Linked DNA regions of Mus musculus: all the other regions are linked to region 3. A link is a contact called in public ChIA-PET, HiChIP or PLAC-seq, Micro-C and promoter capture Hi-C data. All regions are on one chromosome and are shown on one strand. Each heading gives the region's core, a stretch centred on a gene start, on an enhancer-like site or on the middle of the called end of the contact. The rest is flanking DNA. Distances are from core to core; before and after follow the strand shown. Region 1 has its middle 37 kb from the start of Gm39424. Region 2 holds the start of Kcnh6 (potassium voltage-gated channel, subfamily H (eag-related), member 6). Region 3 holds the start of Ern1 (endoplasmic reticulum (ER) to nucleus signalling 1). Region 4 overlaps Strada (STE20-related kinase adaptor alpha). Region 5 holds the start of Kpna2 (karyopherin (importin) alpha 2). Region 6 holds the start of Map3k3 (mitogen-activated protein kinase kinase kinase 3). Region 7 holds the start of Smurf2 (SMAD specific E3 ubiquitin protein ligase 2).

What was found. Promoter capture Hi-C pulls out the DNA fragments that hold promoters and counts their contacts. Hi-C and Micro-C count contacts between places; a contact is called where the count stands out from the background. ChIA-PET counts read pairs in DNA pulled down with a chosen protein or histone mark. HiChIP or PLAC-seq counts read pairs in DNA pulled down with a chosen protein or histone mark.
Region 1: an RNA polymerase II ChIA-PET map of memory CD8 T cells shows a contact between it and region 3, with 17 read pairs. The contact joins the enhancer-like site here to the promoter of Ern1 in region 3. A contact is called at or near these places in 3 of 115 datasets of contacts at active chromatin or transcription factors (effector CD8 T cells, memory CD8 T cells and pancreatic cancer cells) and 1 of 9 other capture datasets (embryonic stem cells).
Region 2: a contact with region 3 is called in a promoter capture Hi-C map of pre-B cells, with 4 times the contacts expected there. The contact joins the promoter of Kcnh6 here to the promoter of Ern1 in region 3. A contact is called at or near these places in 1 of 39 promoter capture datasets (pre-B cells) and 1 of 484 Hi-C or Micro-C datasets (embryonic stem cells).
Region 4: a FOXA1 HiChIP or PLAC-seq map of pancreatic cancer cells shows a contact between it and region 3. The contact joins the enhancer-like site here to the promoter of Ern1 in region 3. A contact is called at or near these places in 3 of 39 promoter capture datasets (cranial neural crest, neural stem cells and stem cell-derived epiblast-like cells), 1 of 484 Hi-C or Micro-C datasets (embryonic stem cells) and 1 of 115 datasets of contacts at active chromatin or transcription factors (pancreatic cancer cells).
Region 5: a contact with region 3 is called in an RNA polymerase II ChIA-PET map of effector CD8 T cells, with 9 read pairs. The contact joins the promoter of Kpna2 here to the promoter of Ern1 in region 3. A contact is called at or near these places in 2 of 39 promoter capture datasets (cranial neural crest and hippocampal neurons), 1 of 115 datasets of contacts at active chromatin or transcription factors (effector CD8 T cells) and 1 of 9 other capture datasets (adipose tissue).
Region 6: a contact with region 3 is called in an RNA polymerase II ChIA-PET map of effector CD8 T cells, with 25 read pairs. The contact joins the promoter of Map3k3 here to the promoter of Ern1 in region 3. A contact is called at or near these places in 2 of 39 promoter capture datasets (cranial neural crest and pre-B cells), 2 of 484 Hi-C or Micro-C datasets (both in embryonic stem cells) and 3 of 115 datasets of contacts at active chromatin or transcription factors (effector CD8 T cells, extraembryonic endoderm stem cells and pro-B cells).
Region 7: a Micro-C map of embryonic stem cells shows a contact between it and region 3, with 4 times the contacts expected there. The contact joins the promoter of Smurf2 here to the promoter of Ern1 in region 3. A contact is called at or near these places in 3 of 39 promoter capture datasets (cranial neural crest, embryonic stem cells and frontonasal cranial neural crest), 2 of 484 Hi-C or Micro-C datasets (both in embryonic stem cells) and 2 of 115 datasets of contacts at active chromatin or transcription factors (effector CD8 T cells and pancreatic cancer cells).

What each region holds. Positions count from the first base shown.
Region 1 is chr11:106,959,984-106,963,965 of GRCm38.p6, reverse strand. No RefSeq gene overlaps it. Among named protein-coding and RNA genes, the nearest start is that of Gm39424, 37 kb to the left of the region's middle. Within about 2 kb of position 2,150, at least 109 of the 459 cell types and tissues checked have an H3K27ac peak or open chromatin away from gene starts, as enhancers often do. A contact at or near this core is called in effector CD8 T cells and memory CD8 T cells, where this site is marked.
Region 2 is chr11:106,005,615-106,009,437 of GRCm38.p6, reverse strand. Kcnh6 (potassium voltage-gated channel, subfamily H (eag-related), member 6) reads right to left here and starts at 1,290. Exons shown (of 13, transcript NM_001037712.2): 1 at 1,160-1,290; 2 at 225-455. The coding sequence starts at 1,235. Ace3 (angiotensin I converting enzyme (peptidyl-dipeptidase A) 3) reads right to left here. Exons shown (of 15, transcript NM_001101453.3): 15 at 1,888-2,488. All of the region lies in intron 2 of Gm35971 (a long non-coding RNA gene), which reads left to right.
Region 3 is chr11:106,485,478-106,489,100 of GRCm38.p6, reverse strand. Ern1 (endoplasmic reticulum (ER) to nucleus signalling 1) reads left to right here and starts at 1,305. Exons shown (of 22, transcript NM_023913.2): 1 at 1,305-1,484. The coding sequence starts at 1,425.
Region 4 is chr11:106,178,426-106,182,320 of GRCm38.p6, reverse strand. It overlaps Strada (STE20-related kinase adaptor alpha), which reads left to right. Exons shown (of 13, transcript NM_001252448.1): 4 at 1,338-1,366. Among named protein-coding and RNA genes, the nearest start is that of Strada, 13 kb to the left of the region's middle. Within about 2 kb of position 2,435, at least 71 of the 459 cell types and tissues checked have an H3K27ac peak or open chromatin away from gene starts, as enhancers often do. A contact at or near this core is called in pancreatic cancer cells, where this site is marked.
Region 5 is chr11:106,997,720-107,001,160 of GRCm38.p6, reverse strand. Kpna2 (karyopherin (importin) alpha 2) reads left to right here and starts at 1,636. Exons shown (of 11, transcript NM_010655.3): 1 at 1,636-1,802. Gm39424 (a long non-coding RNA gene) reads right to left here and starts at 1,692. Exons shown (of 3, transcript XR_880255.3): 1 at 1,612-1,692.
Region 6 is chr11:106,082,823-106,086,715 of GRCm38.p6, reverse strand. It overlaps Map3k3 (mitogen-activated protein kinase kinase kinase 3), which reads right to left and starts at 2,129. Exons shown (of 16, transcript NM_011947.4): 1 at 1,783-2,129. The coding sequence starts at 1,786.
Region 7 is chr11:106,919,205-106,923,058 of GRCm38.p6, reverse strand. It overlaps Smurf2 (SMAD specific E3 ubiquitin protein ligase 2), which reads left to right and starts at 2,344. Exons shown (of 19, transcript NM_025481.3): 1 at 2,344-2,878. The coding sequence starts at 2,827.

The sequences.
Region 1 (3,982 bases), core at 901-3,400, 470 kb before region 3:
TGTGAGCCACCATGTGGTTGCTGGGATTTGAACTCTGGACCTTCGGAAGAACAGTCGGGTGCTCTTACCCACTGAGCCACCTCACCAGCCCCTTATTGGTGTTTTTGTCTGCTTATATATCTGTTGTGCACCATGTGAGTGCCTGATGCCCATTGAGGCCAGAGAGGTCGTCAGGTCCCCTGGAAGTGCAGCTATAGATGGTTATGAGCCGCCACGTGGATACTGCAAATTGAAACTTTAGTCCTGGTACTGGGAAGGCAGAGGCAGGTGGATGGATCTCTGTGAGTTCAAGACCAGCCTGGGGGTGGGGGTGAGGGTGGGGCTGGAGAGATGGCTCAGCAGTTAAGAGCATTGACTGCTCTTCCAAAGGTCCTGAGTTCAATTCCCAGCAACCACATGGAGTCTCACAACCATCTGTAATGGGGTCTGATGCCCTCTTCTGGTGTGTCTGAAGGCAGCTACAGTGTACTCATATTTAAAAAAAAAAAAAAAAAAAAAAGACCAGTCGGGTCTACAGAGTGAGTTCCAGGACAGCCAGGGCTACACAGAGAGATCCCTTCTCTGTTTTTGTTTTGTTTTGTTTTGTTTTGTTTTGTTTTGTTGTTGTTGTTGTTGTTGTTTTTGTTTTTGTTTTTGTTTTTGTTTTTGTTTTTCAAGACAGGGTTTCTCTGTGTAGCCCTGGCTGTCCTGGAACTCACTCTGTAGACCAGGCTGGCCTGGAACTCAGAAATCCACCTGCCTCTGCCTCCCGAGTGCTGAGATTAAAGGCGTGTGCCACCATGCCCGGCACTTGGTTTTTCAAGAAGGGATTTCTCGAGCCGGGTGCACAGATATACATACTGGCAAAGCACCCATACACATAAAATATAAATATAATAAAATTAGACTTGGAAAAACAAACACTGATAAGGACAACAAGAAAATCCTTTGTCGGGTGGATCTGGCTGCCCTGGGTTCTGGTCCTGATTTACAAGGACTAGCTAGAGTGGGCTGTGTGCTTCCTTCACTGAGGGAGGTGATGAGCGCACAGTTAGCACCGTAACTACGTCTTCTTTTTTTTTTTTTTTTTAAAGATTTATTTATTTATTTATTTATTATATATACGTAAATACACTGTAGCTGACTTCAGACACCACAGAAGAAGCATCAGATCTCATTAAGGATGGTTGTGAGCCACCATGTGGTTGCTGGGATTTGAACTCAGGACCTTCAGAAGAGCAGTCAGTGCTCTTAACCACTGAGCCATCTCTCCAGCCCCGTAACTACGTCTTCTAAAAGGCCCTAACCAGGCCTTGCAAACAGGAGCTGGCATGCCATCGCCCCCTGCTCCCATGCCCCTCTGCCCCCTGCCCCTCCATCCGCTATTTCTTACAGCCACTTCTTTACTTTCACTTTCTACTCTGCTCGCCCTTTAAGCATGAATTGTGTGACTTTAAGTGTTTTTAATACCCAGCTGCCTTTGGAAGGCTACCATGTTCCTTGGTACACCGTCTCTCCCTCCTCTTCTCCCAAATCCTTCTTTGGCCTCCAGCCGTCCTCACCTTTTCTCTCCTTTGGGGCCAGTGGCTGCAGAGACATCTCTATATGTCAGACTTCTGTGACCTGCCAGGCTAGCCCTTCAGTGCGCGCCCCCCCAGGCCCCCCCTTACCCTCTCTCTTTTCCAGGATAATAGAGCTGGCACCCTGGGCCACTAAGCTAGTCAGGGCTAACCAGACCCTTGATAAATGGGGTCCTCAAGGAAAGCCACCAACTCTTCTCAATGTTTCCCTTGGATCTTATCCTCAGGATTTGCAGTACACACTTAGTATTTCCTTGGGGAATGTATAGAAAAAAAGGGGAGGGGAAACAGGAAAGGAAGCAGGAATTCAAATACCACTTATCCCACGAGGGAGGGAGCAGAGACCCAAGCTACCAGCCTCTCTTTGAGCAGCTGGGAGCCAGGCTTCCTGGGGTGGGGAGCTCAGGCCTCAATTCTCAGGTCTAGTTCCTCAGGCTTGGGCTCCACCCTGGCTGCGAAGGCCCCAGACCACCTCGCCCCACCCTGAGAACTCGACCTCTAGTTCAGCCACATGAAGGTAACCAGCGTCTGGTGGCTTATGGGACAGACTTGTCAGGGACTTCCTGCCTTTGATGCATGCAATTCCCATGCTATGTGCGCTGGGCTGGGCCTCAGAAGACGAGAGGACCCTTAGACATCCTGAGTGTCTCGCTGCTGAGACTCTTGGGGTTTGTGGTTAGAGGCGCTGCTGTGAACACCGTGTTCTAGAGAATGTGCCCTCTGGGGCTGCAAAAAGCTGACAAAGTCAAGTTGACCAAGAAGGTCTGAAAGGCCCTTGAATTTGCTGCTTTTAGCAGAGATTGAGTGAAGGGCAATGGGCGTGGTGGGGGAGGGAGAAAGGAGGTTGCGCCATCGCAGAGAATTGACCACAGATAGACTCCTTCTGCTGGGCTCTTCTCTCCTTCACTCCAACTGTCTCAAAGGCCACAGGAAATTTCTCCAGCACTCACTGTTACTGAGGCCTGAGACATGACACTGCATTTGTGTGTTCTCACAGATGGAGGAGACACTGAGGGTCAATGAAGCTCAAGTGACTGTCCCAAGAATGCAGAGAGATAGCATTGGAACATGGCAGAGCGGACCCCATCTTCTTTGCCGTCCTGCAGGGCTTCAACAAAGCCTGGAGACATGGAGCAAAAATGGGAGAGAGAGAGAGAGAGAGAGAGAGAGAGAGAGAGAGAGAGAGAGAGAGAGGGAGAGAGAGAGAGAGAGGGAGAAAGAGAGAGGGAAAGGGAGACATTTTGTGGGTGTTCTCTCTTTCCTCCATGTGGGTTCTAGGGATGGGACTCACTCAGGTCTTCAGGCTTGGGGGCAAACACCTTTACCTGCTGAGCCATTTTGTTAGTCTGTCTCTCTTGAAATGACCTGGCTACAGTAGTGTTGGGCAGGTTTTTCCACCAGTAAACCAGTCTTTTCTGGGTTGTGTCCTCTGAATGGATGACACGACCCAGCGCCCACAGTGGAGCTGTGCCGAGTTCTGAGCTGAGGAAAGCACATTTGTGGAGATTGCTCAGAATTCTTTCACAAGGGAGCTTTGTCCTCGGCCTCCATTTCTTTATTTGTTCACTCTTGTTTAAATCTTTTGTAGGAACTGGGGGTCAGACCTCACACATGCTAAGCACCATTGAGCTACATCCCCAGGCCCTCAGTCTCTTATTTTCTTAAAAAATGTACATTTGGGAACTAGAGATGTCTCAGTGGTTAAGATGAGCTTGCAGAGGATCCAGGCTCAGTTCCCAGCAGCCCACATGGTGGCTCACAACCATCTATAACTTCAGTTCCAGGAACCCTAACATCCTCTTTGCAAAGCACCAGGTATGCAGGTGGCACATAGACATGTGTGTTTGGATAATCATCCATACATAGAAACCAGAAGTAAATCCATCTTTTAAATCCACGGTACGGTGGCATGAGCCTGTGAGTGCAGTTGCTGTGAGACGATACATAGATGTTGGATCCCCTGGAGCTGTAGTTACAGGTGATTGTGAACAGCCTGATGTGTGTGCTTGGAAATGGGCTCTGCAAGAGCAGATGTGCTCTGAGCGTCTGAGTTCTAGAGCCAAGTATGGGAAGCTGTCACTGGTGACTGATCCAGGTTGGCGGTGTCTTGGGCCCCTTGATGGCAGCTCCCACAGCAGTGGACTGAGCTCTGTGGCTTTTGTCTCTGCCAGCGTGGGTCATCAGCCATGGCTCTGCTCTGAGTGGCTGTCTTCTTTCCATAGGAGTCCTCTGAGGTTACTGGGCCTCAGGTGGAGTAAAAGTCACCTCCCCTCCAACCCCACAGAGAAGGGCCTTCGAATACCTTCATTTGAATAATCTACAGAAACCTGGGAAAGGTTGAGGCTGCTCTGGTGTTTGGGATGGCTTTGCAGAGTGGGGATTATTCGCTGTTCTCCGCTAGCTGTTTTCTGAACAAATGGATC
Region 2 (3,823 bases), core at 41-2,540, 480 kb after region 3:
GTTCTATACCAGTACCAATAGCTGGCTCAGCCCAATCTCAAGTCCCTTAGAAGACATAACATGCAATTCTCATTGCTTCTCTCTAATACTAAGGAAACCAAGGCCCAGAGTGGGGATAGAAGTGGTCCAGGCTCTTTGGCTCTTAGGTCAGACCCTTCCCCCAGGGCACTCCATGATAGACAAGAAAGGTAGCCTACAGGACCCTTGGCCCAACTGAGTCTCACCATCCTTGCGATAGTAGAGGATGTCCACCTTGCACTCTTCAGCCCCAAGCAGGGCCTGCGCCAGGCGGGACACAGCACTGCTCGGAGTGTTCGGGCCAGTGAGGAAGTCACAGGTACAGGGTCGCTGCATCACCTCCACACGGGAGTAGCCGAAGAGTTCGCAGAAGCCATCATTGCAGTAGATGATGGCACAGTTCTCCATCTGTGCATTGGCAATCAGGAACTTACGACCTGGGGTGGGAAGAAAAAGGTAGGAAGACCGTGGCAGCCAGGAGTGGGTAGTTGGGAGAGAAAGATTACAGGGACCGGTGGCAGCCAAGGAGGGGATTTATACACAGGAGCAGGCAGGGGCCAGAATGAGGGAGGTGGAGGACAGAGCAAGGGAGGGTGGAAGAACCAAGAGTCCTGGGGAAAGGTCATTCCTTCTGGGAGCACAGAGGGGCATGAAGGAGGCAGGGAGCAGAAAAGTAGGGGTGTGGGAACCAAGCTTGGGGGCTAGGGTCAGTAGAGTGGGAGGAAGACCCCAGAACTCCTGGAATAATAGTTGGGATCCAGACCAGAAAGCAGGACTGTGACCAGGGAGTCAGACCTGCTCTGTGGGTGAAAAGAAGGAAGTCAGGCAAACCTCTAGGAGAGGCATGAATGGTCTGGAGGGGTAAGTGGGCAGTGACTGAGAGGGCAGGCCAGGGTTTGTAACACCAAGAAAACTGCTGTGAGCAGGTAGAAGAGTGGCATTATGCCCAAGACACAGCACATATGGAGGAGGTGTTGGGGACATCAAAACGAAAGATTTTGTATTCAGAATCTACCCCCCCCCCCAGCCCCCAGCCCTGCCATTTCTTTTACCCCATCAGAAGTTAGTGAAGAGTTTGGCTGCTCCTGCCATCCAACCCGTACTGCAGAGAGTCCCCCACACCCCCAAACCTCACACTTACTCTGGCCCTCAAACTTGCGGATGATGGTGTCCAAGTAAGTGTTTTGGGGAGCAACGTGGCCCCTGCGGACTGGCATCTTTCTGTAACACCACTTGCTGGGAGTGACCGGTGCCCTGGCTTCTGGCGTCTCCGTCAGTCCTGGGGCTCAGCAGCGTCGGGCTGGGGTGGGCGCCGCCCCCGGGGAGGGCTATCGGGCCCCGCCCGTCCTCCAGCGTCTGCCCTCCCCGCCCTCTCTAGTCCTCCCGCTCCCACGGCTCAGCGCTCCTCCTCCTTCCACGAGGCTTGCGCCCGGGAGCTGTCCGCGTCGTGGTGCTGAAATAAGCCAAGGGACGTGACAGGCAGACGGGGTTGGGGTTGGGGTTGGGGGTCAGGACAAGAGCAAATTCTGATCCATAAGGGGCTCTGAATCCTAGAGAGAGGGGCAGGGGTCCTGAACCTGGGATACTCTGAAGAACTTCTGCTCATGTCCAAATAGACAGAGACCTCAGCATCTCTTTGGACCCCTTTTGATACTGAAGTAGTTTTCCAGGCAGAGGAGGGCAGAAGTTGTTAGGGGCTTCAGATAGTTTTTTGTTGAAGGCTGTCTTCAGGGATTTACCGCTGGGACTGACTGTGGCAATGGGGCACTTAGGCCCCTTGCCCACAAATGGCCGCCACCTATTAGCAAGTGACCACTGGTAAAAGTGTCTGTGTACTGATTAAAAATGAACACACTTAGAAAAAGCAAATTGGGGTGGGGTGAAGTTTATTGAAAAAAAGGGGGGTTTTCTGAGAGGAGAAAAGAAGGGCCACAGTTCATTAAGCACCTTGGTGGACTTGGAACTTTGCAGAGGGTCCCAAGACCAATTTTGAGCCACATTTTAGTAGCAAGCATTCAAAATGAAACATGCACCTTCGGAAAAGGCCCAAGGGTGGTGTCAATGCAGAGGGGCTGAACTGGCCAATGGAGGAGGTGAAAATGCAGGAGAAAAAAATGACAAGCAGCATCCAGTGCTAGTTTGAACATCCAGATTTAATTGATGGACAGCTACGTTTTTAAGAAGTCTGAGGTTCGGAAGGAAATTTGAAGGCCTTTGAAGCAAATATTCTGGCAGAAATATAAACTTTACAAAGTGGATGGGGGGGTGGAGGGGGTGGCCAAGGAGGCTCAGTGAGGTTTCCACTGAAGTCCAGGTGAGAGGCTTAGAGTCCTGGGCGGGATGTGTCCTTGCCACAATACCTGGTGGGGGACCTTGGCCACAGTGGTTGAGAGATGAGAGGGCTGCCAAGTGTGGTTTCCTGGGGGGGCAGAGATGTCTTGGCTGTCCCTGAATGTGGGGAGCAGGCTGGCTGTGGAAGAGAAGTGGGGACAGTATTTCCTATCCAGTCAGTAGCATGGGCTTACGCAGTAAGACATTCATTCATTTGCTTATTCATTCAAGCATTTTTCTGGTCTCCACATTACAAAGAGTAATCCCGACGCATGTTGAGCCTTATGGACCTAACATCTAGTAATGAGGACAAACAACGGCATTATAGCAATAAATACACCACGGGATAATTCAGAGGTATCAAACAATAGTGCTGTAGAATCTGATCCTGGAGTAGAAACTGTTTAGAACTAGGAAGAACATGGGGAAGAGATCTAGAGACCCGGGCAGAGAGAGGGGTCACGGAATCCCTTTCTGTTAGCCTGTCTCCTCAGCCTGTGACTTTAGTATTCAGATCTCTAAGAAAAGCTGGTCTCATGTTTGAGCTACCTGGTGCCTCTTCCCTGTGACTTCCGGTTATAACTTATTTCCCTTCAAGCCTTCCCTATTTCCTGTCAGGTACTGACTCCCAGGCTTCCCGGGAATCCTGGAGCTTCAGCTTCCACTTAGCTGTAAATATTGAGTATGGTATTCCTATGGTCAGAAGGCAAGGCAGAAAGGGCTAAAAGAGTAGAGGCAGAGGCCCCTCCCCCCTTTCCCAAGATTATCCTTAGAACATCAGATCCCAGCAACCCCCCTCATGGTATCTTCTCCCAGTTCTCCCTTCCCCCACTGAGCCTGGAAAGGTGCTGTTTGCCCTGCGCTTGCTCTCCAGGGCAACGGGCCAGGCAGCAGGTGTGTGTGTGTGTTGAACAAGGCCATCTCCGGAGCAGAGTGACTAGAGATGAGCTTTGTTTAAATATTAAAGAAGTTGATCATTAATCACGCCTGGCTCAGTGCCCAGCTACCCACTGTCTCCATTCGTGAGGGCCTGGGCTAGGGTGGGGAGAGCCATGGGGCAGTTTTGTGAGGTTACTTGCATTTTAGGTGGTCAAACAAAGAGCCTTTTTGGGGCCTGGATTATGCAGACTGAAAGGGCACGATAGAGGCTCATCAGAGTGTGGTAGGCTATATAGAGAACACAGTGCTCAGGAACTGGGCATCAGCAATTCGTAAAGGAATGTCTGGTCCTACTGAAGGACAGTTTATAAGTGGATGGCAGTGAATCCTTTTTCTAGAGATTCCTTGGAGCCTAGAGCCCTACAAGCCCCATAGCTAAACTCCTGAACAAAACAAGGCTGTGTGAAGGGTTAGTTCTCATGTGGCCTGGTATGAAAGCAGCTTCAAAGGGACACAGACACTGACTCAATACAACCATTGTTTCTGAGCCACTGTTAGAAAGTAGGGTTGGTCCCAGAACCCAGGACACTCATGG
Region 3 (3,623 bases), core at 56-2,555:
CACACCCCTAATCCCTACCTATCATATACTACCTCTTTGCGGTTTTTTCCCCCCCTAGGATAACCTTTTCTCTTCAAAAACCTGAAAATTCCAACGGGCTGTCAAAGGAGCAAGCCAGGGGAAACAGAGAATTTGCTCCGGTTCTCCCGTGGCCCCACATAATCTGGGTTGGCTTCAAACTCACTAGGTAGCCAAGGATTACTTAGAACTTCGGATCCTGTCTCCACCCCCAGGGTGCTGGGATTTCAGGTGTGAGGCAACACATCCAATATTGGGAGGGCTGGAGATGTAGCCCAGTACCTCTCTCGCAGACTATGCAAGTGCTGTACCAACAGAACTACACTCCCAGCAACTCCCTTTTTCTACTAGAATAATAAGCTACTTTTTCCTTGAGCACTGAATGTTTTGTCTTTCCTATTATAAACAAGTTCTCCCTCTTCCAACTCAGAGGAGGGCAGCTTGGGACCCAGTGACCAAACAACTTATTGGGCTCATTAGTTCTGATTAATAATCCACACCCTTAAATAGACCTTGGAGTCCTCAGCCCACCTCCAAAGAGTTGTGACACATGTCCTCTCAAGCTTCACCAGGCCACATCTACAAAGGTCACATAAACACATGTGACACGAGAGGCCCGCATGATTTCCTTATAATTTTTGGTGAATGAGTTGGCTGTTGTTCATCCCGAGAGGAACGGATGGCTGCTGGACATGACTTTCGGGGAATTCCTGAGGGGCAAGGCTAGGGAAGAAAGGGGCCTTCGGGCTGGATGAGGCACAGCTGGAGGACCCTCGTCAGTGAACTCTAAGGCTGCGTCTCAGGGTCGAATTTCCGCCAGCTGCTGAAACCCTTGCTCTGCTCTAGAGGTCGCTTAGACAACCCTTGTAAGTGGTGGCCGGCAGCAGGGAGACGGAGGGTTGTGGGCAAGCCTGGCGCCTCGGGTTCTTCATCGGGCGAGTGGGACTTCCTGTGGGGCAACATGTCATTTTCCCTTGGCTTGCGAACAAGCTTCTTCATTCAGAAGCACAGCGTCCACAAATACCCAAAGCCAAGAGTTGGTCTTCGGCTTCTAGCGCCCAGGATAGGAGGCAGCTAGAAGCTAGCACCGCGTTGGCCTCTAACCCCACCCTCCCACTCTTACCACGCCCACAAAACAACATAGGCTCCTCCCCATCCAGGCAGTGACTCCGCCTCTCACAGCCCCCGCCCCCGGGACCGCCCTAAAGCCCGCCCCGACCGGAAGAAGCCGGGACACAAGGCACTTATAGGGCTGGGAATGGGGGTGTCGCCGCCGCCCAGTCAGCTCCGTGTCCACCGATCCTCCGCCGGTGCCGCGCTGTCGTTGCGGCGCCCCCGTCCAGCCCTCTGTTCGCGCGGGCTCCAGAACCGGCCGGCGGGGCCCGGAGTCAGGGCCACGTCCTGCCATGCCGGCCCGGTGGCTGTTGCTCCTGCTGGCGCTGCTGCTACCGCCGCCCGGCCCCGGGGTGAGTAACCAGGGGAGTGCGGTGCGGGGACGGGCCGGCTCGCGGCCAGAGGAGAGTCGCGCGGTGGCGGGGGCTGGCGTCCGAGCCGGGCCGCAGCGGCGGGAGGCCCGGCGCCTGGGCTGAGGCAGCTGCGGGAGGCTTGGCGGTGGGAGCTGCGTCGGCCGGCCACACACTGGCGTCCGCCTCCGGAGGCGCCTCCGGGGCCAGCGCGGCCGAGGCAGACCGCGAGCGGCTCCACGGCCCGGGACGCGCGCGACTCGGAGCTGTCTCCCAAAGGCCGGGCCCTGGGCGCGCTGCCCACCTGCCCCGCGGTCTCCACAGGTGGGCGCCCGCACTGCCGCCGTGGCCGCGGATGGACACCCGAAGCCGGGGGAAGCGGGTGGTGGACTGGAGTTTTGAGTCTTTACTCGAAAGTTTTTTGTTTTGTTTTGTTTTTAAATGAGACTTTGGAAAGCGTTTGAAGCCGGGAATGGGCACGGCGTTTTTAGCCAGCCGCCGCTGGTTTCTGCCTACCTGACCCGAAGGTTTCTTTGTATTCGGAGGCAGGGGGCTTCCTACTAGTAATTTTGCTAGACAGTGAAGGTGTCATTAAACAAGTTAAGCTGTGGGCATTGGATCCTTTTAAAGACCCGGTGTGTGGGCCAGAGTTGTACTGCAAAACTTAAAGCTGTCTCACGTGCGGGGCCGTCAGAAACGTCTTCGCTTTTTTTTTTTTTTTTTTTGAGAAGAATATCGGTTTATATTTATTTAACTCTTTATCCACTCAGGATTTGAACACTTTGGCTAAAGAGGACATTTTGTAGGCGGACATGGCTATTTTCATCTTCTGGTTGGAAGAACTGGGGGCTTTAAAATTTTTTTAAAATGCACTTTTCAGGATGTGGGCATGGTACACTTGTGCTGGTTCTATTTAATGACCTCTTTGAAGGTACCGTGTTCCCTTTAATATGGCATATCATGTACCAGGTGTCCTGGTGGAAGACTGACATGTGTGGAGACCCGCGGGCCAGCCGCGGCCAACTCTTTGAACTCTTATGCCTTGTAGGTAAATAATTGTCTGTGCTCTCAGAATAACAAATTAGAATTTAGAGACTACTGAAGTATTAAAGAAGGTCTACTTTTTCAAATTCAAGTTGGTTTGTTTTTTTCCAAACGGAAATTTATATGCGTTTTCTTCATGGTAGACCCTAGGTGTTTTTTGTTTTTTTGTTTTTGTTTTGTTTTCTTCTTCTTCTCCTAATTAAAAAGAAAAGATGTACTTTTCACAACTAGGACCAGGTTTTGAACTTGGGCGCTTCACCTTGGGTTGATTGATTGCTGCCTGGTATCTGCTCACAGATAACGAGTATAAACAGAATGACTGGATGTTTCCCATGGAGCTCGAACGTTTCATAGTTTCCCAGCCGAGGTGGACCCGGTTTCCTTCTGAACAGCTTTGCATTTCTTCTGCTTTTGCTGGATTCTAGTGTTTTTGTCACTCAGCAGCATAGGAGAAGGAGCCAGCAACGATTTAGCTTTAGTTTTAGTTCATGTATTTTCAAGTCCTGCTTAGAAACGCAGACTTGTCAGAGTTCACATAAAAGATTCCAGGCCCTTAGCAAAGGTTGTTTTACTGTAACTTTTTTAGTCGAAAGGTTGGCTTTTACTTTTCAGAATTTTCTTCTAATAAAAGATTTCTTTAACTCCAAACATAGTAAGATAGGATTTTTAAGACCTGAAGTGGAAGTCAGAGCAGAATTCATACTTAGAGTAGACAGCAATGACGCTGGGCAAAGCACAGCAGCTGTTACATCAGATAGCCCAGTCTAACTGAGAACTTGCTAGCTGTATCCTCAGGCAAGTTATTTTTTTTTTTTAGGGACTCAGTTTCCTGATCTGTGAAATGGGGGCAGCTAGTGCGTGGGAGGGAAGGTACTTGCACATACGAGCTGGTGTGTGTGTATTCTCTTCCTCTCCCTGCCAAAGTGCCTTTTACTCCTTCATTGTAAGTGTTGTGCTTTTATGGTTATTTTGTTTTGACCGATGGAGTAGCTTGTGCACTGGAGGCAATGCTCTGATTTTCAGGGAGTGTGTTTTTTAATTGAGCCTGACACTGACTCAGTATTAGTTGACATTCGAGGCTACAAGACCCAAAATGCA
Region 4 (3,895 bases), core at 1,186-3,685, 310 kb after region 3:
GAGTGAAAGGCATTTTCCTTGGGGACTATGCTTTCCTCTCTGACTTGCTATAGTTTAAGGTACTTAGCATTGTATTATTTAAGATGTTTGGAAATAACTAGCCCTGTGTTTTATGGTGGAGACCTTTAATAACTGTTTCCTGGGTGGGGTGGATGAGACCCAGGGCCTGGCATGCACCAGGCAGGCCCACCCGCACTGTACTGTATCTCCAGCCCATGCTAATGGAGTTATTTCTATTACTTTTGAAGATGGAAAAAAAAATCAAGGGACACAGAGAGTTGTGAGCAGGAGGTTACTTAGTTGTCCTATCCCAGCAGCTGATGCCCAAAGCCACTGCTGTACTCAACGTCAGAATCCATTGCCTCTGACTGCGAGTTGAGCTGGGAAACTACCCTTAGACATGTACTGCTTTGCTGAAACGTGTGTACCTTAAACCAACGCCCCCGCCCCCAACCCGCACACTCCTCAAAAAGTCTAATGTCTACCCTGCTCAGAAGTGGTTCACAGGGCTAGAGAGATGGTTCAGCGGTTAAAAGCACTGACTGCTCTTGCAGAGGACCTGGATTCAATTCCCAGCAACCACATGGTGGCTCACAACCATCTGTAATGGGATGTTCTGGTGTGCACTCATACACACAAAATAAATAAATCTAAAAAAAAATAAAAATAAAAAGTGGCCCAGCATCCCTGTGACTTCAACATTTGGGAGCCCGACACATGCCTTGAGTCATGATTGTAGTCTCAGTCCTAGTGAGAGGCTGCAGCAGGAGGATTGCTACAAGTTCCACGCCAGTTTGAGTTATATGCCAAGGTACTGTCTCAAACAAAGGAACAAAGACCAGTGAGAGGCTCAGGGAGCCAGGGTGCTTGCTGTCAAGCCTGGAACCCCATGGACGGGGAGCAGCATCCTTCCCACGGGCTGTCCTTGTCTCCACACACAAGTGCTAAAAGTTTTAAAAGAAATTTCCAGAATAAACAAATCAAGGGACATAGTAGAGTAGTTAATTGCCCAGCCTGAGCAAGGTCCTAAAGAACAAGGGGAAGGGGAAAAGTGGGGTTTTGGTTCACAAGGTATAAGGCTCAGAAGCCAGCAAATCCCAACAATGGACTATGCCGATGGTGAGTACGTGTGCTCAGGGCTGTACTGTGGAGTAGGTCAATGTTCACGTCCGTGAGGCTGCATCAGTCTCACTGCGGTCTATGTATGTGTATAGTACTGTAATGACATACGTGGTTTCTATTATTAACTGTAGTCCTAAGTGTGATCATTGCTATTCTGAGTGTGGGTATGTCTTCCGCTAACAACAAAATGCCAACAATCGATTTCTCTACCCCAGAGCAGCCTCCGGGTGACACTCGGAGAAAAGTAAGTGGCTTTCTGGGCTCTGGCTGTGGCTGCTGCATGCCTGTGAGAGATGCCTGTGCTCTGCCGGCCCGCGTGCTATGCTTCTGCTCTTCTGTTCTCGCAGCTTGAATTGAAGTACAATGTTGTTTTTTGTTTTTTTTTTTTTCCTTATTTTACTTGTGATGCTTCAGGTTTCACCCTGGAAAAAGTTTATTGTGTATTTTAAAGAGCAGAAAAGTCTCATCTGGGGACTAAAGTCTTCACCCCTTCCCCACCCCGCCCTTGCACTTTAAGTTCATCAGTTTGAATTTTCAGTCTCAGTGGCACTTCCTCATCAGTAGACATCAGCAGCAAGTTTCAGTCCCTGCAGAAAACACAAATCTCTCTCTGGCTCATTAGGCAGGACCTCAGGTCTCCTAGTGTAAAAACAAAACCAAAATTCGAAAGTGCAAAAGAGACTAGGTATACCACACCTGTCACCCTACCTCTCACAGCTGAGGCTGAGGTGTAGCTCAGGAGCTAGTGCATGACAAATATGCATAAGGCCCTGAGAGCCACCCTCCATTCAGGACAGAAGGCAACAGACAGACACAGCCAGGCCTGACGGCACATGGCTGCAGTCCCATCACTTGTGAGGTTGAGGCAAGAGAATGGCATGTTCAGAGCCATCGTGAGGTATATGGCAAGCCTGCCTTCAAAAGACAAGCCACAGGGTCATGAGACGGCTCAGCAGGAAAGGCATAGGTTGTAGAAGCCTGGGCACCAGACTGAGGAGCCAGCCTGAGTGAGCCCTGGGTGGAAGGAGAGGACTGACCCCCCAGAGTTATCCTCTGACCTCCACACACATACATTCCTGCTCACGTACACACACAATTGAAAAAAACAAAAAATGTTCAACTCAATCTTTCTTCCTCCCTGCAAACCCATACAAAACAGGGATTCTTTTAAACTGGCACAAGCTGCAAGGTTTGTGTGTCTTCCTCCACTTGAGCTTTGTTTTCCCAAGTAAATAACACCATATGTGTACACAGCTATTGTGGGAAACATGAGTCATTGGCTAGAGAGAGAGGAGGGGAGAGAGAGAGAGATGGGGAGAGGGAGGAAGAGAGGGAGGGAGAGCAAGCGTATGAGCACACAGTGGCTGGGCATAGCGGCACACGCCTGTGGTCCCAGCACTCAGGAGACTGAGGCTGAAGGATTACCAGTTTGAAGCCAACCAGGGTTGTTAAACATTGAACCCTTAGAGGTAGGGAAGGAGGAAGGGATCTGGGAGAGATAAGAACAGAACACTTGGCGGACCCCTTTCTGTGGGTTGTTTTGTAGGCAGCACAAGGCTGAGTCAAGGATAACGATGCTCACGTTAGTTTTGTCTGAGCGTGCACTGTCAAGAGCACCTGTCTGTCAAACCCATGTGTTTTCATTCAGGAAACAAACAAACAAAATAATTTTTAAGAGAGAGAGAGAGAGAAAATGCTAATTATATAATTTTCATATGCTCTTAGCTGCTGATGTTCTAGCAAAAACTGTCCTTGGTGAAATCTGTGGCCAGTTGAATGCGTTCATTTGGTAGTGTTTCATAAATATTATAGTCTTTATATATGCTTTTTTGGATTTTATTTTAAACAGTGCTACTGTTTTATGGTCATTTCTAAGTATCAATGGCTTTTTTTTTTAATGTTTTTAAAATGTTTCAAGAAAGTAAAATGCTTTTAATGTTACAGAGACCTAAAGAAGAAAGGAACAGAATTAATTAGCCTTTTCTTGAGCAATTTGAAATTCCAGATTACACTGGTCTAATTATGCTGTGCTGTGTTTAAGAAGAATAAGCTAATAAAAAAAAATTCATCCCTTTGCTCTGAACATTGACTTTAAAAATCTGGACGATTCGTGAGCTAGCCCTGTTCTGATAAAGCACAGGTTTAATTCAGTGACTCTGGCTTTCCGCAACCACAGCTAGACCTCTGTCATCTGCTCTGCTCTCAGCAATATCGTCCATGTTCCCACAACAGTTGACAGCATTTCCAGCCTAGACTCCAAAGTCCTTCACAATCTCCCACCAAAACATGGTTATGTCTGTCACAGCAGTCCCTATGACCCTGATACCACTTTCTTAGTTTGCTTTTTATTACTGTGGTAAACACCATGACTGAAAGCAACTTGGGGAGGAAAGGGCTTATTTAGCTTGCGTATCCTGAGTCACAACAGTCCACTGCAGGAGTCAAGGCAGGAAGTTAATGGTAGGAGCCTGGAGGCAGGAGCTGAAGCCGATGCCATGCACAAGTGCTCCTTATTGGCTTCCTCAGGCCTCTTGTAGTAGCCTGATAGCCCATGGGTGGTGCTACCCACAGTGGGCTGGGCTCTCCCACATCACTCACTAATCAGGAAAACACTCTACAGACGTGTCTACCAGCAATCTAATGGAGGTGTTTCCTCAGTTGAGGTTCCTCCAGATAACTCTAGCTGGGTCAAGTTGACAGAAAACCTATCAGGACACCCCATCTCTTTTGTCAGTAGCAGACCAGGCATTTCAGAAATCCTCCTGCATTTTAA
Region 5 (3,441 bases), core at 387-2,886, 510 kb before region 3:
CACTTGGGAGACAGAGGCTTTTGGATCTCTGAGTTCGAGGCCAGCCTGGTTTACAGAGGATGTTCTAGGACAGCCAGGGCTACACAGAGGAAACCATGTCATGAAAAGCAAAAACAAATTAGAGAAAAGGCTAAAATATGTGTGTGTGTGTACACTATATACATGTTACATATTTTAAAATGTGCCGAAATGTTAACATTTGGCAAGTCTAGGCAAAGGTTTGTGATTCTGTGTTCAGAATTACTCAAGTTTTAAAGTATTTGAAGGCAGGCAGTGGTGGCACACTGCCTTTAGTCCCAGCACTCTGAGGTCTGTGGAGTTCAGTCAGGTCTACAGAGACACAGAGAAACCCATTAAGTGTGTGTGTGTGTGTGTGTGTGTGTGTGTTTGGGGGAAGGGAGCAAAATAAAGAAATAAATAAAAAATTTTAAAGGTTTGGAGAAAATAGGTATTAATAAGTTATTGGTTTTTTGTTTTTGTTTTTCGAGACAGGGTTTCTCTGTGTAGCCCTGGCTGTCCAGGAACTTACTCTGTAGACCAGGCTGGCTTCGAACTCAGAGAACTCAGAAATCCGCCTGCCTCTGCCTCCCAAGTGCTGGGATTAAAGGTGTGCGCCACCACCACCGGGCTAATAAATTATTGTTACCATATTTGCTGCTTCCATTGTCCTTTTTCTTTTTCTTTTTTTTTTTTTTTTTTTGCTTCTGTCCTGGAACTCACTCTGTAGACCATGCTGGCCTCGAACTCAGAAATCCGCCTGCCTCTGCTTCCTGAATGCTGGGATTAAAGGTGTGCGCCACCACTGCCCGGCTTCCATTGTCTTTATTTTCCAAGTAATCTAAAAGTTTACCACACGGGACAAAGTGGGGCATGTCTGTAATCCCAGAACTGACGTTGAGGAAGGATTGCATTAGGTTCAAGGCTAGCCTGGGCTCTATTGTTAATGTGAGACCCTGCCTCAATCCCACTCCCCATGATAAAAATTAAATAACCAGTAAATAGCACAAACAATAATATAGCGATACAACTAATGATTGCCTAAAGATAAAATAATCAACAAATACTATAAACAATATAGTGATACAACTAATGGTTAAGAGGCACACAGATCCACGTTCTCCCGGTGACCAGCTCCTGATGTAAAATTTTTTTAAAGTAAATATATTTCTCTTTTCTTTTATTGATTGATTGACTGATTGGTTGATTGAGACAGGGTCTCACTATTTAGCCCTGGTTGGCCTGGCTGTATAAACCAGGTTTGCCTTGAACTCCTAGTGCTGGGATTAAAAGCCTGCGCCAATCACCGCAAGCTAAGCCTTTTTTTACAAGTGTAATAATAATTTCGTGTGTTTGTTTAAGGACAAGCCCAGGGAAAGCAAACAGGGTACGGCCCAGTGTCCATCTAAGCATAGACGAAACGCAGGTCTCCATGCTGTGTGCTGAGATCTGGAGTCACCCTTCTGCAAGGCACCCTGGGATTGCCCGGCCGCTCCCTCATCTCGCGACGCTTCCCTGCTTACCGCCCCACCCCCACCTTTTTTTTTTTTTTTCCCCTACGACCTGCGTCTGCGTCCCACCCCCACCCCCGCCTAACGTGTTTTTCAAACCTACCAATGAACGCGCAGCTTAGGCTCAAATCAGCCAATCGGAACGCGGCGTCACCGGGAAATTTAAATCGCGCCGGCCGGCAGCACGAGGCACAAAATCTGAGGGCTGAAGGGTAGCAGACGTTTCCACAGCCGCCGACCCGCAGCTTGAGTGTCCTGCACCACCTTTCGTGGAAATCTGAGCCGGCTGTACAGGTAGGAACGGAAGCCGGTCCTGAGCAGTAACGGCCGGACGGAAGGCTGCGGGGCGGAGGGCGGGAGCAGGCCGCGCCCGGGCCGGAGCTGAGCCTCCCTGCTCCGACCAGGCCTCGGGGCGGGTTGGTTTCGCCACGCCGGGGTCAGGGTTGGCAACGCCGGGCGCTGCGGAGGGCAGCGAAGGCCTGGGAGCGGCTCGGGTCGGCGTGGAGGGACCGGAGGGCAGCCGCAGTCGAGCGGACCTACCTGGCTGTGCCGCCGCTTTCCTGATGCTTCTGCCCCGGGGAGGAGACGCAGCTTTGGGCAGGGGATGAAGGTGGCAGTTAAGACACCCCAGTTAAGCCCTTGACCCGGATCACCTGGGTCAGGGTCGAGGACGGACATAAAGCAGTTAAACCTACTAGCTTACCAGGGTACTTTGGGTTCCTGTCCCTTCGCGACGACCACACCTGGGTTCTATCGAGCCCCACTGATCACAGCTGATGTCATCCCGGCTGAATGCATTCTCTGGAAGTGTGTGCAAGATGCGGCGTTAATGCCATTGCTGACAGCGATGATGTGATGGAAGGCCCTATAATGGAACGAACCGATTCTTTATGTAACTTGCAAGAGGGTACTAGTATGGATCCGTTTTGGCCATCGATCAACAGAAAACGAGAGCTGCGTTTATTGCCTTAAGGACGTAGATGGTTGCCAGGCATTGTTGGCGCACGCCTTTAATCCCAGCACTTGGGAGGCAGAGGCAGGCCGATTTGAGTTCGAGGACAGCCAGGGATACACACAGAAACCCTGTCTCGAAAAATAAAACAAACAAAGGACGTAGATTGTTCTCCTACTTGGTGTTCTATTAACTAATGGAGCCTAGAATTTAGATCCTTGACTTAATACCGTGCTGGCTAGAGGCTTAAGACTATTGAGTGTTTGAAAAGCCGCTAATCTGTTGAGATGCCCCGTGTGCTTAAACTACCCATTGGATTTTGAAGGTGTATAAAAACAGTAAGACATCTCAATTTTTCTGTATTGATGACATCCTCAAATGGTAATAGTTTAGCTATATTGGGTAAAAGTCTTAAAATTAATTTCCTTCCTTCCTTCCTTTCTTTTTGTTTTTTCGAGGCAGGGTTTCTCTGTGTAGCCCTGGCTGTCCTGGAACTCTGTGGACCAGGCTGGCCTCGAACTCAGAAATCCTCCCGCCTCCCAAGTGCTGGGACTAAAGGAGTGCGCCACCACTGCGGGGCTCACTGTGGTTAGTGGAAATTTTAAATTATCTTTTTTTAAAATTTTTTTTGATTGACAGTTAAGTTGCCTTTGTAGTAAGGGGCAATTATGGCTTAGTATTATAGCCATAATGATGAAAACTTGTAGGATTTTGTTTTGTTTTTATTTTATTTATATATTTTTGAGACAGGGTTTCCTGAGTAGTCCAGGCTGTCCTGTAATTCACTCTGTATACTAGACTGGCCACAAACTCAGATCCGTTTTACCTCTGCCTCCTGAGTGCTTGGAGTGCTTTGCCATCACTGCCAGGCTGTGTTGTGTCGTCATCTTTGTTTTTGTTTTTTTTTTTTTTTTTTTTGGTTTTTGTTTTTGGTTTTTCGAGACAGGGTTTCTCTGTATAGCCCTGGCTGTCCTGTCCTGG
Region 6 (3,893 bases), core at 880-3,379, 400 kb after region 3:
TGAAAACAGGCTCTCCTCTATTTTCATACTAGATAATGAGACGTTGCCGTCATTATTGGATACTCACACACTGGTTTTACAACCAAAGTGTTCCATGTGAGGTCTGTATATCCTCAAGGGTCTCATACTCCCGTTTGCGACTTAAGGCTCACACACCGGGCAAGAAGGAAAGCGTATAAGACTATTACAATACAGGTCCATAATTCAAAGATCTAGCTTAAAGTCTGTAGCAGTAGGTAAATGTGGGGAAACAGGGAAGGATAAAAAGAATTCTGTTCCCCAATAATATATAAGGAAATATGTGCCCCATATAATAAGCATTCCATAAACATTTATTGGAATATATTGTATTAGACATGTGAATAAATAAATGTTGAAATGTAAATCCTTACTAGTTTCCTTTGGTGTCTCTCAGATGAGAGTTCTATAGAAAAAAAAATCTGAAATATAGCATGGAAAGGGAATAGAAAACCCAGCAAATGAACAAATCCTTCCCATACTGTATGAGGGGCAGTCTGATAAAGAACAAAGCAATTAACTTAAAGCCAGAGTAAGGAGTTCCACCACAATCGAGTATCTGGCCAATTTGCTACTGCACCCACAAAACCTCCTACAAAAATGACTTGACCTTGCTTTAGGGCAAAACAAACATTAGCATTTCATCTTATGGAGCACTCACACAAGCAATGAATACTTCTGCAAAGGAGACTTTCACTAAATTTCACCCCTTTCTGACTTAGAATAATACTAAATATTTTTGCAAAACCTGATTGAGACCAGGAAAATGAGCATCACAATACCTGCCCCAACTGGGGAAGCAAAATATATTTAAAATGTCACACATTCCTTAGCTAAGTCCAAGACTTTTTGATAAAGAACCAAAATTATGCAAAATATATATAAAACAGCTCAAATATTTTGTAGAAGGCATTAAAAAAACTTTTCTTAGATTACATCTTCACAGGAGAATTACAAATACTGACAAAAAGGAAATGATTTCATAGTGATCCTTTTATGTACCGAATGCCTCTTTCAAAAAGTTACATAGTTGCAGGGGTAGCGCAGGATAAATATAAAAGCCGGGTTTTTCCAAAAGTAGGGTTTGAGTTATAACCCTCAGCGCTCAAGGATTCTTAACTTCCAGTAATCTGCGAGGAGCGCAGCTCGCATTTCTCAAGCCTGCTATTGCTAACAGGGATCCGCGTCGAATAGCGTCGCAGTGGATGCCCCGCATACCCTCCCCCCGCGTCCCCCTCCCCCGCGCAGGAGAGCGCACAGAGCTCCAGAGCAAAGCCCCGGGAACTCACAGGCCAGCCTGTGTGAGCAAAGGGAAGGAAATGACACAGGCAGGAAAAAAAAAAAAAAAAAAAAGCAAATCAAGGAAAAGACACAACAGCAGCTGGGCCTGCACCAGGCTCCAGCCCCGGCCCCACACTGAGCTCCGGCTCCCCCACCCTCAAGCTCGCGCGCCAGCTCGCTGGGGACCGCAGTGGGCCGCCCGACGGGCCTCGGTCCCGCAGACCCCTCCCCGGGATACGCCGGCCGCATGCCCGGAAAGAGAGTTGCCGAGTGGGTTTGGCCGGTAGGGCACCCCCGGAGGTAGCCAGAACGGCGCCCCGATCGAGGCACCGCGGAGAGGCGAGCGGTCCGCGATCCTCAGCCCCGGGCCCGGCGAACTGTCCATGCCTTGTCAGGCGGCGGCCCAGGGTCCTCCTCCCCTCAGCCTGGGGCGGGGCGTCGCGAAGCAGCGCGGGCACAGGCCGGGGCGGTGGCGGTACTCACCCATGGTGGCGATGGCGGAGGCGGCGGTGGCGACTACAGCCCAGAAGTGTCACCTCCGCAGCCGGGGCTGCATGCCGGGGGAGCGGGCGGCGGGGACGGCAGCGGGCCTGGCTCCGCGCGGGGGCCGTGGGCTGCGCTCGGGGCCCCCGCCGCCTCCCCAGGCTCCGGCTCCGGCCGCGGCCGGGCGCTGTGGCATGAGCAGGTTGGCCCGCTACATCCCCGGCGCTCCCAGGCTCGGCCCAACCCGGCCTCGGCGGCGCCACTCGACCGGGCCGCCTGCGAGTCCTGAAGTCCAGAAGACGCTCCGACCGGCCACTGTTCTCCACCTCAGGAACGCTCCGAAAAACAAACCGCTGGGCGCGCAGCAAGCCTTGCAGCCTGTCACTCATGCCAGCATCTGCCAATCGCATGCAGCCGCTGGGCCTTGGCACTACCCCCACTCTCATTACCAGCCAATAACCAGGAGGAAGTCAGATACTCCCGCCTCCTCCTCCCCGCTCTCTCCCAACGCCCTCACTCTCATCCGCCAGCTAATCACGACGGACCAATCCCGCCTACTCTCACAGGATGCCAATGGGCGAAGTCAAGGCGATTTCCGAGGGCTGGCTAGAGCCTGCCAATCACTGAGACAGCGCCCGTCCTCTCGCGCCTAGCCAATCACGGAGAGAGCGCTGAGTACCCGCCGCGGAGTGTCGCTAGCTGGCGCTCTCAGCCTCTCTGGCCAAGGTGTGGGCTGCTCCAATCACTGCTCCGGCTTGAGGCTCCGCCCACAACCCTCTGCTCAGTTGCGGAACCCTCGGCGGGCGCGCGGGCTGGCGCCGTTCCCCTCGGCGGCTACCCCGGCCTGGCGCCTTGCAAAGTCGTCTTCTGTAGAGGCCCTCAGAAAAAGAAAACCTTCGGCCCTATGGTTGTCGGTTGTTGGCGACCTCGAGGTGCTGAGGTGTCCGGCCCCTGCTGGGGCAAAGTGTCTGGCGCGGATTGGGCAGGGAAGGTTTGGCTCGATGCTTTCAGGCTACTTGAGCTGCGCGATACCCTGAGTAGCCTCGGCTTACAGGCAGGGGGATGGTCTTGTTACTTCTCTCATCCCCCTGGGTCTCAGACCTCCGAGGCCACACCTGATACTCCGTCTTCAAAGGCTAGGCTAGTGCTGGAATGTGGGTCCCCACATTCTGAGTTCTGCTAGAGTTGCTTTTGGACAAGTTTTGCTCTTAGAATTATAAAAGCGAGACACGTTTTTAAAAGAAAACTTAAAAGTGCAGGAAAACAGAAAGAAAAGCCCTACCCTGAAGATAGTTTTATCTATTTCCTACCTAGATATGCAACGTTAGACAAAAAATAACTTCATATTGTTTTCTGGTGTGCTTACACTTTTGTGCTTCCTGTGCCACTAAATATTGTCTCAAAACAATTGTACTGGCTGTGTGATCTTTCAAAAGAGCATTGTGATTAACTTTTTCAACCTCCATTGTTTCAATAATTCATACACCCAGTCTTAAGATTCCAACTCTACCACAGTTAGTGTGGCTTCCCTTTCTCTGGAGACAGTTCCAATGACATATTTCAGATTCCAGAAAAATCTGATGCCATTTTCAGTTGTCATTTAGAAACACTTACCTTAGGAGGTGGCTTTGGAGTATCAGATCTCTTAAGGAGTGTCTTACGCAATTCTTTTTCTTCATCCCCACTCTCAACCCATACTATTAACTTTATTGTCCTCTCTCTCTCTCTCTCTCTCTCTCTCTCTCTCTCTCTCTCTCTCTCGTGTGTGTGTGTGTGTGTGTGTGTGTGTGTGTGTGTGTACGAGGTGTTTGTTGTTTGAGACAGAGTCTCTAACCTAGACTGTCCTGGAACTTTTTTTTTTGTTTTTTTGTTTTTTTGTTTTCCGAGACAGGGTTTCTCTGTAGTCCTGGAACTTCTTTGTAGTCTGGTCTGAAACTCACAGATCTATCTGCCTCTACCCCCTGAGTACTGGGATTAAAATTAAAGGCCTGTGCCACTGTATCTAACTCGTTTTTCTTCAAACTCTCAAGTCTCATATTCTCACTTGATTAAGTCCCTAATTTATGCCGGGTAATGATGGTGAACGCCTTTAATCCCAGCACTTGGAAGGT
Region 7 (3,854 bases), core at 1,095-3,594, 430 kb before region 3:
TAATGTGTTAAGGAAAACAACAATAAAACAAACATCCACGTACCCAGCTTTAAAAAGATTACTACCAGTATAATAAAGGGCGTGGTGGTAGGTTTGGATGGATCTCTGTCCATTTCCAGCCAGTCTGGTCTACATAGTAAGTTACAGGCCAGCAAGGCTTACACAGTGAGTCCCTGTCTGTAAAATAAAAGCTAAAATAACAAATACAGTGTTATTATAGATGTTGCTCAGTGGTAGTATGCTTGCCTATCATGTGTAAGACACTGGATTTGACTTCTAACATTACACAGAGGTTATCAACATATTGAATGGTTTTGCTTATTATTTATATTTTGAGCTTTTTAAAAGACTTATTTGTGTGTATGAATGCTTCTCCTGAATGTATCTGTGTGTATCGCATGCATGCTTGGTGCCCATGGAAGTTAGAAAAGAGCATCATATCCCTTGGAACTGGGGTTATAGATGGTTGTGAGCTAGCTTGTGGGTGCTGGGATGAACCCAGATTATCTGCAAGAGCAACAAACCATCTCTTCAGCCCTGACTGAATGGTTTAAAAGCATTATTCTTAGGGAAGTCTAAACGGAATTGTCTGAACCTATGCCCATTTCCCTGAGCCGCCACATATGTGAAGGTATTGCTTAAAACTCACAACAGTCTTCCACCCTCCCACCCCCTGCTAGGCTTCCGACCATTTTCTGAAATCTTAACTTCCATTTCCCAATACAAAGCTACAAATTATGCTAGTGGGTGGTTGGGAACAAAGTGTGGGCCATAAGAACCAGGGAAAGGAAGAGTGCATACATCAGCCTGCTCAGTTTATTGTCTCAGCCTAGCGTTTGAAACAGTGATGTAGCAATTGTTCTATCGCCACAGTAACTTTTGTGGGAATTATTTCCTGAGCCTTCAGATCTTACATTGCACAAAGAAGTGTTTAAGGGCCCTGTTCATTGCTTTGTGAATAATAAGCACTTAGTATTTCTTGATTGAATTTTTAGAGCTGTCCCTTGTATTTTAAGTCTTACTGCTAGAACTTATGATTTTGGGATCACTTTAATCCGTAGGAGTGTTTTTAGACCGATGAAACGCTCTTGGATTTCACCTGGAGAATGAAGTGTCTTAACTGGTAGATTTTAAGTCACCATTTGCAATGTTTTAGGATTAAAATGTATTAGGCTTCAATGAACAGTTTAAACGGCATTAATGTTATAACAGCTTTAAAGCAAAGCTAACATGGATATAAATCCACACTCTTTTTTTTTTTTTTTTTTGGTTTTTTGAGACAGGGTTTCTCCGTGTAGCGCTGGCTGTCCTGGAACTCACTTTGTAGACCAGGCTGGCCTCGAACTCAGAAATCCACCTGCCTCTGCCTCCCAAGGCATGCGCCACCACTGCCCGGCACAAATCCACACTCTTATCCTTAGTTTGCATTATTACTCTTGCGTGCACATAAAACTTGTATTCTCCATTTAAACCCTGCATTACATATAAAGTCTGACATGTTACATGGCTACCACAATTGCCATTTAGATGGCTGCATAAAAATGTGTTGCAGTTGATGTAATACAATTCACTATTAGGCTGCACTCTCACCCCAACCTTGCAAAACAAAATCCCAAAACAACCTGCATTATTTATTTGTCCAGAATAAGTTCTTATTAGTTGTAAGTCACCGCGTCAGAGTTACAGTCCTATTCATTTTCTTTTTTCCTCCTGGGACAGCAAAATACAGTACTGCGTGAGCTTTCCACACTATATCCACCTATCTTGTTCACAGTCTTTGGCCGCATTTGTATTATCTCCCTATGCTTGTCCTGGGCAGGGTTGGGGGAAGAATCGAGCAGGTAGGTAACCGGATATGGAGCACCAGGTGAGCCTGTGGAGGTGGCAATTACAATACTCAGAGCTAAGCACTCCTGGGAATTTGCTGGAGCGTTCGATGTGGGAATAGCATCTTGGCGAATTAATTCTTCGGACTTGGGTCTAACTTTACTCTCGCCAGCCTCTCAGAGCGCGCAGTGGGAGTATTACTCGGGCATTCTGCCCTGTAGGGACACAGGCGATCTTTCAGTGAGCTAGCTGGTCAGTAGGCCCCTCTGGTGCCATCGAGCCGGCGCCGCCGGGCGGTGTAGTTCGGGGCCCAGTCTGGGCCGTGGCGCACGCGCTGCCCGCAGCTCGCGCGGAGCCAGGCCTTCCTCTGGCGCCCCAGGCGCAGGAGACCTCGCCCACAAGCCCGCCCCCTCGCCGGCCCCGCCCACCGCAACCCCGCCCCGCCCGCCGGCCCCGCCCCCGTCTCCTCCCCGCCCCCAGGAGCCGACGAGTGGCGGCGGCGGCGGCGGCGGCAGCGGCTGCGGCCCCAGGACCGGGTTCTCTCAGACAAGAGGGCGGGCGGAGGAGGAAGCGGCCGAGCACCCGCCCGCCTCAGCAGACTTCGCACCGTCCGCTCCCAGGCCTCGCGGCACCGAGAAGGGGAGACCGAGGCGGACCGCGAGGACAAGAGGCGGCGGGGGCGCGGGGCGGAGGCGGCGCGGCCGGCCGCGGCTGCCGCTTTGTTGTGTGGCCCGGGCCGAGGAAGCAGAAGTGGGAGGAGGGGGGAGCTCTGCGTCCCGCTCCCTCCGCGGCTCATGGCGACGGCGCTCGGCACATCCGGGACCCTCCGGCCCTGGCGGCCGCGGCGCGGGCTGTTCGGACCCCGGCCCCGGCCGCTGTGGTGACTCCTCTGCGCCTCGCCGTCGGCCCAGCCCAGCCCAGTCCGCCCGCCCGCCCGCCGGCCCGCCGGCCGCGAGCGCCGCCGCCGCCGCCGCCGCCACCTCCCCCGCCGCTGGGGACATGTCTAACCCCGGAGGCCGGAGGAACGGGCCCGTCAAGCTGCGCCTGACAGGTGAGCTGGGCGGGCGGCTGTGGCGCCTGTGGGCAAGCAGAGGGCCGGGGTCGCGGTCGGTGGTGGCGTTGGACGGGAATCCGGGCGTGGGAAGGCCTAGTTTAGGGAGTCATTGGAGAACCACTTAGCTGGGGTTGGGAAATTCTTCAGAACGCCCAGTGTGTGGCCCGTGGGTCTCCCGTGGAGGGCGGATTTGAGGTCCTGAAGTCTCGTTTCCTGGGGTCACAGGAGCAGCCCCTGGGCTCCTGCCCAGGTGGGGTCGGGAAAGGGATTACTGAATCCAGTTGCTGACTGCGCGCGGTAAACACTCCTTAAACATGGAGTGAGTGCTTAACGGGAGAGTGCTTGTGTTCCCGGGTTGTTAACTTGGACACCTACCTATGCCCGGCAGTGAAACCTTTACTCTCCAGTGCTGCCAACCTCTGTGGCCAGTGCCACACACCTTAAACGCACGTCTCTGGGAGGGAGGGACCGAGACTGTGGTTGGCTTTTCCGGCGTGTCTGCCTGATCCCACGACTCCCGGCTCATTGTACACTCTGTGTTTTGGAAGTTGTTTGATTGTAGGGTAGCATGTTTGGGGTTGTTCCTTGTAGGCCGCAGAACTAGTTGCTCATGTCTTAACTCCAGACCTGGTTTAGAATCCCTTGCTTTGCAATGTGTTTCTCAGTCTGGACGCATACGAACTTTTAAGCTAACTTTCACTAGTCCTCTCCACACTTCTCACCCTCTTTCTAAATGGAAAGGAATGCTCAGAGGGATTTGGGAAAGACTGTTTAATGTTCCCAGCTGCAGGGAGTTGTTAACATATTACAGGTATAATTTGCTTACGATGCCACTTCTGATATTCTTCCGTGGTCAACGTCCCCCTCCTTTTAAGGAAAAATTGCGTTTGGTTTAAAGCGTGTAATTGAAACTATTGTCCCTCTGCTAGCTAGTCACGTCATTCACAGCAAGTAAATTGTCCACATTTATATT